Regions from separate parts of the Anser cygnoides genome. Here region 2 is linked to region 1. Evidence: chromatin contacts called from public Hi-C data. All regions are on one chromosome and are shown on one strand. Each heading gives the region's core, a stretch centred on a gene start, on an enhancer-like site or on the middle of the called end of the contact. The rest is flanking DNA. Distances are from core to core; before and after follow the strand shown. Region 1 holds the start of FAM20B (FAM20B glycosaminoglycan xylosylkinase). Region 2 holds the start of RALGPS2 (Ral GEF with PH domain and SH3 binding motif 2).

Evidence for each region. A called contact is a pair of places that touch in the nucleus more often than the background predicts.
Region 2: a contact with region 1 is called in a Hi-C map of granulosa cells, with 2.4 times the contacts expected there. The contact joins the promoter of RALGPS2 here to the promoter of FAM20B in region 1. A contact is called at or near these places in 3 of 7 Hi-C or Micro-C datasets (granulosa cells and liver).

Annotation. Positions count from the first base shown.
Region 1 is chr8:12,564,887-12,571,326 of Taihu_goose_T2T_genome, forward strand. It overlaps FAM20B (FAM20B glycosaminoglycan xylosylkinase), which reads right to left and starts at 3,712. Exons shown (of 8, transcript XM_067001893.1): 1 at 3,621-3,712.
Region 2 is chr8:12,736,661-12,743,094 of Taihu_goose_T2T_genome, forward strand. It overlaps RALGPS2 (Ral GEF with PH domain and SH3 binding motif 2), which reads right to left and starts at 4,166. Exons shown (of 21, transcript XM_048073382.2): 1 at 4,072-4,166. It overlaps LOC106042517 (a long non-coding RNA gene), which reads left to right. Exons shown (of 4, transcript XR_001211164.3): 4 at 29-163.

The sequences.
Region 1 (6,440 bases), core at 2,462-4,961:
CCGACTCCTCACTGACAGCTGCCAAAGTGAGTCCTCAGCTGCTTTTCCCCAGCAAACACCGACCCCCCTGAGGTTGCTACGCAATCGATTTCACACACAAGCTGCAGAGCCTGCACGTTACCCGCGAGGTGCCAGCATTATGCTCGCTGCTGCGCATAGCGAGCCAACAAAAATCAATCCCTGCGCGAAGAAGTTTACCACGGAGGGCGAGAACTTAAGCTTTATTGTTTTAAATTCAAGATGGTTAAGAGTGACAGCACCGGGGTACTGTAAGAAAATATTGAGGCGGGTTTGAAAGAAATTAATTTCTTCTAAAAGGGCAATTTAATTTCTTTCCAAAGCAAAGTACAAGCGTTTGTCACGATGGATTGGCAAGGAGGATTATGAAAGCTCGGGAAGGATGAAGCTGGTCCTGAAACAAGGACGGAGATGGAAAGGGTGGCCACAGAAATAAATGAAATAACAACTAAGAAAAAAAAAAATTTTAAAGGGAGAAATAGGGTGAGTAGAACTCCACAGAACAAAGGACAGACGAGCCCAGGACAGTGACAAAATAAAGGAGAGTGATAAGCTCAAAGAAGACCCAGAAAGGAAATAGTCTCAGAAATGGAGAGGGGTGAGAGGACAAGGCAAGGATCCCCCCCTTTAAAAAAAAAAAAAAAAAAAAAAAAAGGAGCGAAGGGGCCAAGCAGCCAGTCAGTTCCACATCATGGCCACAGGAGCAGGGGGCGTATTAAACGATGCTAGATGTTCTTTAAACAAAAAGGCACCAGAGAAGGAAAAGCCAAACAAAGCTCCCAGAAGCCAAACAACTTTTAAGCCTCCAGCCAGAGCGAACAACCCAACGGCGTAACCCCAATACCTACAGCCCCAGAACCCACGCCCTTCGCCCCCTATAGGGCAGCCACACTGATCTCTTACCAAGCTCAGGTTAACTCTAACAGTGGCGGGGTTTCAGTACTTTTTTGTTTTGAGCTTCTGCTTAGCGCTATCTCCAGCTACCATCATTGAACAGAAAACAGAATCCAAAGAGTTCATTGCTTTATCACCCAAACTCTACCTCCATGTCACAGAAGTACAGGAAAAAAACCGCCTCCCTCTCTGCCATCTTACCATACTTCTGATCTGCTAGGAAAATAGAACAGAAATAAACAACCATGCCAGCTTTTCCATAGCGTAGTCAACTGCCAGGTTTGCCCCCAAAAAGTTCTTTGATTTTCACTATCTTGTCGGGCTATTTCCTCATCAGTTTTGTCTCTCATTACAGCCAGGTCTGTATTCTAAGCAAGTAACACATCTCCCCAGTCCATACCCAAACACCAGCATCTTCTAAATATCACGGTGGGGCCACTGTGCACACGAGCACCTGAACGAAAGCACACCCACTGGCGCTGGGTACCAACAGCATAGCGCTTCACTCCCAGGTCAAAAAGCAGCATGAAACTTGCCTGCTACAAACAGCAGCAAAACCTGTTACTGTCAGCAGCCCACAAAGTTAGCAGAGGACCATCTGAGCTGCCATCTCAAAACCACTTGTGTGCAATACAAAAAGATTTTGTTGTGCTCCAAGTGACAGAAAAGGTCTGAGTAGGGGCAAGAGTTTGCTCTCTGTCAGCGCTAGGACACAAGAAATCATAGTTCAGGCAATGACAATCTGATATAAATATGGTTAAGCATGCTCTAATTTTTATTTATACTCATGTTTTTGCTTCCTAAACACACCTACGGCCTTTAGGATCTCCTAGGAAAAGGTCTTCAAAAGTTCTCCAATATATCTCAGAAAATGCCTTGAAGAAACAGCGCATAGAGCAGTGACATTTTCCTCTTCCTAAAGCGTACTTCAGCCTCAGCAGATCGATCAGTCTTCCTATCCTTCCCTCTCTGGCCAGCTCCTTCGCAGCTCCTGCTTTCTCTCCCTGCATAAGCCTCAATATTTCAGTCTTTACAGCCAGGTTCCCACAGAGCTTTGCGTAGATTCATCAGACTCATTCTGTCACTTCCACTCTCTGTATGCTGCTTTGTGGACTAGTTTAGTAACCCAGTACACAAGGCTTCGTGTGTATTTGCCTGTCTGCTTTTTCTGTTAAAACCCACACTATCTATAGAAAAAATCTTAGTGACAGTCTATGCTTGAACTTCCCATGCACAACTGCATCTCTGCTTGACCATGAGAGTATAGATAAAGATCACAAGCACTTTAACCACCATGTTATCCACGCCTGTAGCTGTGAACGCCAGTAACTGCCTGAGATATTCCCATACTGAGAGAAACAAACTCATTTTGTTCACCTGTCTGTCTACCTCGCTCCCATTACATTCCTTAGTGACTTTAGAACCCATCACCTAAATTTCTGCCACATCTGTCAGAGGATTACCTCCGTGAGCTTTACGGAAATACCCAACCAGGTAGAGGACAAAAAACTCAAGGAGCCGAGGGCAACCCAGGGCATCCCCTCGAGCTGCCCAGCAGCTGGCCGGCCACTTGGCAAACTCCGCCACGGGACGGAGCTGGCTGTGCAATGAGGAGGGGGCAGCCGGGGACACGGGGAGCAGTCCTGGGGAGAGGGGGGCAACATAGGGGGCTGGGGGCAGGTGGAAGGCAGGCACGAATGGCTGTGGTAGGATGCGGCCAGCAAGGCCACAGGAAACCGGGCTTCATTAATTCTCCTCACAGAAAAACTTTCCTTCAAGCGCGGTTTCCTATGGAAACAAAGTTTATATAATCGCACTTTTCACTGGGAAGCTTTTGGAACCGTCGACTGATTTGAGACGTCTCTGGGAGAACAGCAGCCGTTTTTACGTGCTCGTTGGAGCCCGGCGGCTGGGCGCAGCGGGGGAAGGCTGCCGCACTACCTCAACAGTTGTCTGCCCGCCTGGGCCAGCAGCGTGCGCGCAGCTGGCGGGGCACGGGGCCGGGAGCGCCGCAGGGATGGCGAGGGGCAGGGGCTGAGGTCACCGCGACGGAGGGTGCGGGGACCCGGTCAGCCCGTCGGTTTTACCGTCAGGGCACAACTGCCCCTCGCCCGGATCCCGGGCACTGGGGTCCCACCTGGGCGCGTTAAGGAGGCAAGCGGCGGTGCTGCAGGGAGCCTCGTCCAGCCTGGAAGCGCTGGGGAAACGCAGCGGTCCCCATCCTCAGCTGGACGTCCTGACGCTCGCTGCAGCCCCGTGTCAGGCAGGCGCCGGAAAGGCGCCCGGGGGCTGCGCGCCCCGGTCACGTTGAGCGACACAGCCCGGTTCCGCCCCACAGACGGCGGGCAGCGGAGGAGCACCGGTGAAGGGGCGGCGCTGCTGCCGGAACCGAGCCGCCGGCGTGGGGGACCGAGGGGCAGCGCAGCCTCCCGAGGCTCCGGGCGAGCCCTCGGGGCACGAGAGGCGCCCTGCCCTGCTCCCTTGCCCGGAGGGGAACGAGGCGGGGCAGCGGCACCGGGCCTGCACCGAGCCTCCGGTGGGGCCGTCCGCGGGGGGCGCGCTGCGAGGGCCCCAACGGCCGTAACGGCCCTAACCCCCCCCGCCCCGGGGCAGGGCCGTGCCCGCCCCCAGGTGCCGCCGAGCCCCTCAGGCCCCGGCCGCTCCCCGCCACCCCCTCCCCGCCCCTCCCCAGCCCCGGCCGCACTCACCCCGCCCGACGGCCCCGCTCCATGCCCAGCGCCGCCACCGCCGCCACCGCGGCCCCCCCCCCGCCGGCCCCCCAACATGGTGCCGCCCGCCGGCCCGGCCCCGCCCCGCCGCCAATGGGCGGCCGCCCCGCCTCCCCCGCGCGGCTCGCTGCCCAATCGGCCGCCCGCCGTCGCTTGGGCGAGGGGACGCGGCGCGCCCGCTCATAGGCCGGCGGCGGGCGGCCCGCTCCGCCCTCCGCCAATGGCAGCGGCCGAGGGAGCGCCCACCTGCGGCCGGCCGAGGGGAGGGGGGGTGAGGAAGGGGAAAGGGGATTAACCCTGTCGTGCCCGGAGCCCCCCGAGCCCCCCAGGATGCCCTATAGGGGCAGGGGTCGGGGTGTATGACGGACACCCCACAGCACGGAACAGGGTTATAGAGCGTTATGTTATGTTATATAACAGTGGTGTAGTCCTACAATATCCCTCTTTTAAAGTTCACCCACAGCACTACCTCACCTACAGCCTGTAACACACAGCCCCCTGCGAACATCAGGCCGTGACACACACACACTGGGAGCCCAAGTGCCTGAGGTGGAAAATAAATGTATTTCTTCACAGGACTCCCCCTCCCCGCCTCTATGTTTAAGCTAAGGAATTTAAACCTTTTTTTTTTTTTTTTTTTAAATACAAAACTAAAAAAAAACAAACAAAAAACAACTCTTGAACACCTTTGAAAAACCACGGAGCCAATTTATGGCTTCCTGCCCTGAGCTTCCGAGCACCCCCAGCACCCATCTCCACAGACACCCCACACGGGGCACTGTTCTCGAGGGAAAGGTGCACGTATACACGTACACACAGGAGCAGTTCCATTGTTACAGGCTGCAGCCCTGCTAACTCCTCAGCAAATTAAAATTTTAAGCCCCACTACAATTACGGCTTTCATTATTAATTAGCACATCAATATTTCAGCGTCGAGCGCTTGGCTACAGCTATAGAAACATTAAAGTCTGAAGTGGCCAAGTGGTTGGGTTCGGGATAAGCCGAGGAGCTGGGGATGGCGGCTGACGGGGGACCAGGAGGCGACAGCATTGTGACAGGCCACCATCTTGTGAAGCTGGAGGCAGAAGAGCTCCGTTACCCTTTGCTATGGAGGCAGCAGACTCCAGGAAGACCAAGAGCTGACAGAACCAGGGCTACCAACAAAATCTGAACAGGTCACGGCAGCAAGGACCATCTGGGGCTGGGGAACGAGGCCCGACTGGGGAAGAGCAGGTCAAGGATGGCCTCCAAAGCTGGGGCTGGTGTGGGAAAGAGGCCAGAGAGGCTGTTAAATAATTCCATCTGATCCAGGAAAATCTCTGCATGCTCGGAAGAGAAAGCTTTAAATCAACATACACACTGTCACCAGATGCTGCACAGATCTTCCTGTTCAAAGAGGTGTGTGATCCTGGCAACAGACTGAAATCAGGTTTATAAAGTACAAATGAAATTCCTGAGTCGAGAACACCACTTAGACCCAGCAAAGTGCATTGAGTGTCGCTTTGCAGAAGGTATCTATATAAAATAAAACCACGAGGCAATGGAAAAAATAAGCTGAAGTCACAGAAACAATTTCAGACAGGGTGACACTAAAGTCAAGTACCAAGCACAAGCCCTCAAATAGAAACTCTCAAATTAAATAGGTGCTACCCCCCTCTACTTCTCTCATACAAGACAATGGTGAGAAGAACAGGTATCAACATCTGAAGAGGAATTTTTGGATTCTGTGAACTGGGAGTGGTAGAAGAACCTGAGATAGCAGGGACACCTTAACACTTGAGAGCAGCAAAGGCAAAGCAGAGCCTGGAGGAGCACAGGACAGGCGGGTTCCGGGGCACTTACACGCACAGGGTCTTCCCCATCTCTCCATGGGCTGGATCCCATCACATCAGTATGGTGTTATGGCAACCTGTGGGCCACTGTCCCCATGCCCTCCTTGGGGTGCTCTCTTCAGGCAAAAGGAAAGGCTACGAGGTCACTGTTCAGAGGAAAGAAGCCACAACAAAGCCTTCACAGGGACTAGAAAGTGGTAAAGGTGGCCCTCAGCATAAAGTCAAAAAAGGTCTGATCCTCAGTGCTAGGGTCAGATGGGTGGGACCTGGGCTTTGGACATGTAATGCATGCAGAAGTCTCCTTGATAACCAGGTCTCTGCAGCAAACTCCGGATTTGTGCTTTTCTTCCCAACTGCATGTGGCCTGCTCACCCTGCCCTCACATTGACCACTGCAGATTTAAAAAGAAGAGAGATTAGCGTAGCACACACCAGAGCTTTAACCTTCAGCTAATCCACACAGCACTTGCAGGGCAGAAGTAAAGCAGGTTTGCTGGCATCAAAGGAGCAGACAGGCCAGGCAGGGCTGGCCTCTCTCCTGGACCTTCCAGAGGGAAGTAGCAGATGCTGATTTGAGGAGAGCTTCCAGTGCTCCCCAAAAGCCAGTAAAACACAAACTGATTGCTATGCACAACAGGGTGTCCAAATTAACATATTGTCCTTATTTGTGATGCTTTTTGAACTATACCAGATTCACACTAAGATCACAAAAGGGTCATGACTTTAAGTCACAGATGTGTAACGCATGAGAACGAGACATTATTCTCTGCATAAAACTTGGTGCTCACTGCGCAGAGACCAGACCCAGACCCAGTCTGAAATACGACAACTTCTGGCTGCTGGTTGCTTCCCAGCGCCTGAAGTCTCTAGCACCAGACTTCTGCCAACAGAGAAATTCTGCATCATCACTCCCTAATCCACTTCAAGGAAAAATCAACACGGAGAGTTTGTTTAGGTGCCTAGAGCTA
Region 2 (6,434 bases), core at 2,916-5,415, 170 kb after region 1:
ATGACTCAATACTATTGTATCTTTCCAGAACACAAAGCAGTATGACAAACTCAAGAATGAAATATAAAATGGCTGAAGCTTATTGGAGTATGGAAAAATAACTCCTGATGGAGCTGTGGATTGTACTGTTATAGGTAATGGAGCAGAGGTAAAAAAAGAACCCTCTGTGATGCGCTCATCTACCCCAGGAAAGATGTCTCCTCCTCTACAAGGAAAAGACGGAACAATAGGAGTTGGCCTACCTGCTTAACATGGTCTGTCTCCACACTCCATTTGTATTTGAGATCTAACTAGTCACAGTCATTGTGCCATCCCCTTTTTATTTAAAGAATAAAAGCTTACTGCACTGGTACCACTCCCAACACCAGGCTTTGTTTGGCTAATTATTCACTCAGTATACATACAAACTTCATATGACTGGGATGTTTTGGAATGAAAAATGTGACTTGTCAACCCCTGATCTCTGTAAAACTGATGCAGATCATCAGAATATGAGTCTACTGTGTCCTGTGAGGTGCTCCCAACTACTTTGCCAGAGATGGATGTGCTGCTCTTGTAGATATGAATGCAGAGTGAGGAAGGCATGCAGCTTCTATTTTGTTAATAAGTGGTTTGGTAATATGTAATTTGATGGCTTATTTTTCAGACCACAACAGTCCCACTGTCCACAAAGCTCAAAAGGAACAGTAACAAAGATCTTCTGGAAAAATCAGGAAAATAAATATCACATAAGGCAGACCAATTAATTTGCCCGCTATACACACATTCTACTGCTATACGCTGAAGAGCATACAGCACATGCTGAATTGAGCATTTTAAGAACAGAGGTGTTCAATTTTAAAAGCAGTCTTTCTTTGGCTAGAATATTAATGACATGTTTTTATAAACAGAAGTTTTGCTTTTTAATGTTATTACTGTCACGAGACACCAAACACATGCACCCGACATTGCAACTCTTCTTTTCAACTTGGCCTCAGGTTTTAAAACAGTATTCTTAAATATAAACAATAATAACCCTCCACTGAAAGCAATTTTTAAGACCTCCGGTCCATACTGTCAGCCTAAAGGGAGAGGAGGGAATTAAGAACTGAAAGAGAGAAATATTCCAGTAATAAAAGCTACAGCAGAATAGATGGCAAAGCAAGTGCTGCACTCCAACTCTTTAAAGCTGTGTGTGTCACGATCTATTCAATTGTATATCAGCACAAACTTTCTGTAGAGCTAACAGGCCCTTTGTGTCTCACAAAGTACGAGTATGTATGGGAGTATATGCCTCAAGTAGTTTCTTTTTCTTCAGTACTGAAAGCAAGGAAAAATAAATTTTGAGGAAGTGTTTTAGGATCCTTGCTTTGGAAAATTACTATCAGAAACTAAGCAAATCCATGCCAGAACACAGCCCTGAGGAGGTACAATATCCCTCGAGCAAATGGAGAAGACAAAGATGACCCTGCATGTCACTGCAGACTACCAACACCGGTACACAGACCAGCGGACACCTCAGCAGCGTGTTTGTGGAAAGTGTCGGCGATCGGTCAGGCCCTGAGCAGTCATGTGTAATAAAGCTCATCTGTTATGGGTACCTACCTGTGTGGCACAGCTAGGCACAGACAGCGTTTTCTTCTTGCTAAAAATACTTTCTTCCCCTCTCTAAAATGACAAAAGTATAACTTTGTCTGACCTATTTTTCGTCCTTATTCATTCTGTGGAAATCTTGCAAAGCTGACACCTAATTTCCAGGTGCTGTTGCTTAGCTTCCTAAATTATTAATATGAGTGTAATAATTATCCCTTTTTATCATCACATAGGACAGGAAATAGATGCAAAGACTACAATCACATCACCACCCTCCTATCTGAGGCATGTTTATGATATCAGAAGATCCCTCTACCACTATCAATCAATAAGCTGTACTACACAGATGAGTTTTATGTCATGAGCTAATCAGATGTTATACTGGTCTAGTGTAATTGTACTTGCAGAGAGCCAGGGTAGAGCACAGAAATTACAGGGAAAATATGGACCAAAATCCAAAGTGTCTGATAGGGTAGCCACCATAGCTAATTGGTCTCCTTTCTCCAGTGACAAGTGATAGGATGTGAGGAAATGGCCTCAGGGTGTGCCAGGGGAGGTGCAGATTGAACATTAGGAAGAGTTTCTTCACACAGAGGGTGGACAAGCACTGGAACAGGCTGCCCAGAGCAGTGGGGGAGCCCCCATCACTGGAAGTATTTAAGAGATGTGTGGATGCGGCAATCAGGGATCTGGCTTAGTAATGGGACTCTACAGGTCAGGTTGATGGTTGGGCTTGATGATCTGGAAGGTCTTTTCCAGCCTAGGTGATTCTATGATGATTCTCTGTTTTGGTTAGTGCATTCAAGAGTGGTGCCAGGTAGAGATAGAAGTCTTCAATGAACGGGGTGCGCCATGGGTGCTGGTCCTGACACGGGTTTAGAAAGAAGGAAGGAATGAGATGAGCACAGATGTAAGACTGGTGATGGAGAGTGTCAGGGAACTACTGAGTAACAGGAAAATTTCAAGCATCTTGTAAATGTTCTGGATGATTTCAAACGAGAAAACAAGGGTTATTTCCATGCCATAGTATCTTCACAGCTATACTTGTACTAGCAAAGCTATGTCAGCAAGGTTTCCTATTAGCAACAGAACCAACAGAAAGAGCTTTTCTGCTGACTGAACTGTCCCATCTCTCAAGTCCAATGAGAGACATCCTCATCTAGCTTTTTTGGCTGAGTGGACTGAAGATTTTCTGACTCACCATTGTCCATGAGCGTCTGCCAGCTGTGAGTTACCCAGCTGGGCCCACAAAGGAAATTCTGAGAGTGTTTTCATGTTCTTTGACCAAAGCTGCTAAACGTTTTCATCATCACTTTAAATCACTCCACTGGACATTGCCTAAAGTGGGCTAGGGCGCAGTACCTTCTGCTTGCAAATGAAAGGGGCTGCAGCCTCCATGTGAAGAGCAATAACAAGCCTCAAGTGGGCAGTATGTTCTTCCATAGTCACAGCTGTTTGCAATGTAAATGTCTTTTTGTGGCCTGAACAACATGAATAGAGGTAACAAGAGCATGTGCTGGTCAACAGTAGTACATCTACACCTGTAACTTCTTCTGACACAGTTATGCCATCAGACCTTTGTAGTACCAAAGCTTGAAGCCATGGCCCCTGCTGGATTTGGCTGTATCTGCTGAAGAGGTTTTTGCTCTCAGAGCTGTGAGGCATAGAGATGTTCAGCCACCATAAATAAATCCAATAGGGATCATTAAATGGAGCTCCTCACTAGGGGAATTCACATCTCAGGAAGCTCAGCTCACTGGTGTTATAAGCTGCTTGCCCAGGGGGTGATCTGTGGCAGCCACAGGACAGAAGACCCACCAGGCTGCCTTTGCAGTGCATCAGCCACCCACGAGAGGGGCAATGAGGGCAAGTGGGGCCAGAAACCTCCTAAATTGCCATTGTACACATGGCCAGATTTCAAGAGACTAGGCTCTAGTCCGATCCAGCTGTGGGAAAAGCAGGCGTTTAGCAAAACACTGAGAAGATAAATCAGAATGAGATACGGGGAGCCTGGCTGCAGGTGGAAAACAGGGCGCTGGAGCCCAGCTAAGCGGGATGGGACAAAGACCAACTAATGAGCACCAAGTGATCTGGACAACTGCTTTCACCCTCCTGCTGCCCTGTCCATCTGCTGGGAATTTGGTTTCAAAACAAGTCCTATTTCCCTTATGTCTGATCCAAACTCCCATCTTGTGGATCTGCTGCTGTCACTCAGAATCATTTACAACAGAAAAGCTGAACTGAGAAACAAGGAAAACTTATTATTTAACACACACATTCTTCACCCTGATACATTTCTTTCAGCTCTTTTCCCTTCACTCCTTCAGGTTTGAGTTTTATGGCTGGTATACTGTAGCCATTTAAAGACAACGAAGATTTTATATGACTGCCTAACCACAAATTCATCCCAAGTCCTGGTGGTGTCTGACATTTCAGCCCAAACAACCACACGCTGTTGGAGAACCCCCACCCCAGCCCCCGTGAAGCACACTCACTGACCTCCCCTTCCAGCAGAACGAGGTCAGCGGGATAACGAGCTCTCCAGATCGATCTGTAAACAGCCTGATTCACAATTTTTCTCTACGAAAGAGGAGGAAGTTATGAAAGGAGCAGCTTGGACAAAAAGGGCTTCAGCTCCACCCAGTGGTAATGAAAAGCTTTTCAAGCCATCCCTCTGGGTACCTGCTCTGGCCTCTCTGAGCTGAGGTACTGGAGGGAGAGCTCTGCCCAACCGCTGCTACTACGGCGTGAGCTGCTACAGGCCTGAGGGGTGATCTTGCCTTGCTTGCCTGGCCCTTCAACGATTAACCTCGGGGTTAATCGTTGCTCTGATTCTCTATATCAGCCATTGCTGTCCTCTTTGGTATCCGCAAATTTTGAACGTTTCACCAACCATCTCCCAAATTGCCAGCTGGCTGGGAAAGCACCATGACCCCATGTGGGCCTCTTCTCTCACAGCAGTGATTTTAGGAGCGACTATTGCGTGAAACTGCTCTTTTCTATCATCTATGCATACATTTTTACTTTTTTTTATTTTTTTTTTCCCCTGATGAGGCACCACCTTCTGACATAACTCTTGAAACTACTTTCAGAACTGGGGATACTTTTAAGGCAGGTTTTTCTCATCTGAGTTTTCAAGAACAGAACGGCTCTCTAAAGGAACGCTACATTTCAAATGACAGGGACCTTGAGAAATTTAAAGCCAGCAGCAGCTCTGTTAGTTGGCCAATAATTAAATAGTTCACATCTGACCTAATTAATGCTCAAATACACATCAGCAACTCTCAGGCACTAGGGCATAAATTTGTGACAACGTGAAGGTCAGGCAGACACCCTCACCTCATCCACCCCCAAAAACCTCAGTACTGCCATCAGTCAGATGCATTATGCTTTTTGGCCAGCATTGAAGCATCAATTTGTGACCTTTGGGAGGAGGTTCTAGACTAGATAGACTATGTATAGTTGTCAAACTTTGAAAATCTTTATCCTATTTCTCATCACTTTTCTTGTTCTTCCTACCTGCCCCAGGTATTCTTTCTGAATCTTTTGAATGGTGCGTCTCATATTTACCATTTTATTACCCCCACGTAAGTATCATTACTGTGGTTACATTTACATTTCAAAGTATTGAGCCTGTAGCATTTGTCCGTGGGGTTTGAGATCATAATTAGACGCAGTGCCTAATTTTCAGCTAAATAGCTCAAAACGTATGCAAAGTCAAAAATATATTTTAAACCAATGTGCTGTATGTAAGCAAAATTGTCCTTTCTTCCTGTCTGAAAAGCTTCTATTCACTTCATATATTCTCTCGTGCTAGTTATCTCTTACCTATGTACAGATGCCCGTACTTATTTTCATGTTAATAACATTTTCCATCACAAAACTGGTGTGATATTTTTAGCTATCAAACTATATCACATTCAGCAACAAAGGTTTGAAAATGATATATGAACAACATAAAAAAACAGCCAGCCTTTTTTCTCCCACACAAAATCTAATTTATAAAACCCGTATTTCACATGGTTTTATAGCAGCTATTTTATTTTTCAGCTCATCAGTGACTAAACCAGATAAAGCTAGTTTTATACACAGTAACAATTTGTACAATGCATCGAGGAAGGCATTATTATGGTTTTACTTACAGGAGAAAGGGAAGTGGCCAATTCACAGAGGCTGTAGCGCACGGATATGAATGGCAGTCTACCAAGGGGCAGGAACCTGGAGAACAGGGGGGGATTGTGCAGCACAGGTGAAATGAGGCTTCCTGAGGAAACCTGGAAGAGAAGGTTGTGCTCGGGCTGCAGCCAAGGAGCCCCTGACTCCGCATTGCTTCTGCTATCGGGAACACAACAGGGAAGAGTCAGAATTTCCTTGCTTTGAATTCAGCAGGCATTTTGTCATCAAAATACCTCAAAATTTGACCCGTCGTTAGCACACGTCTGTAACACCAAGGGAGTCTGGGAACCCTGTGCTTTGAAATAACACTCAATCCTCAAGGAAATCTGTCTTCATTGCCTATGCAGCCTGATTTTTTCAGCTCACACTTGAAATCTGAGGCCCTGCTATGCGACACCACGCTGTCAATAGCGTCTTCCACCCTCGCGCAGACAGGACATATTGCTAGGCAAGCGTCTCTCATTTCTCACAGCTACAGTCGTGTATGCATCAAGGCCGAGAGAGCCAGCTTAAAAGTACTGAAAATACCTTTCGGGGGCGATTCCATACATCGTCCTTGGAGCCCCTACCCCTGCTGAATCCGGTCACCACCTGCTGGGGTGTGACGCCCTGCACCTGATCGAGCTGGGGTGGCCAGGCAAGCAGCAACTGGAATATTGCCGGGGGGAATTGGACGGGTTCCTTCT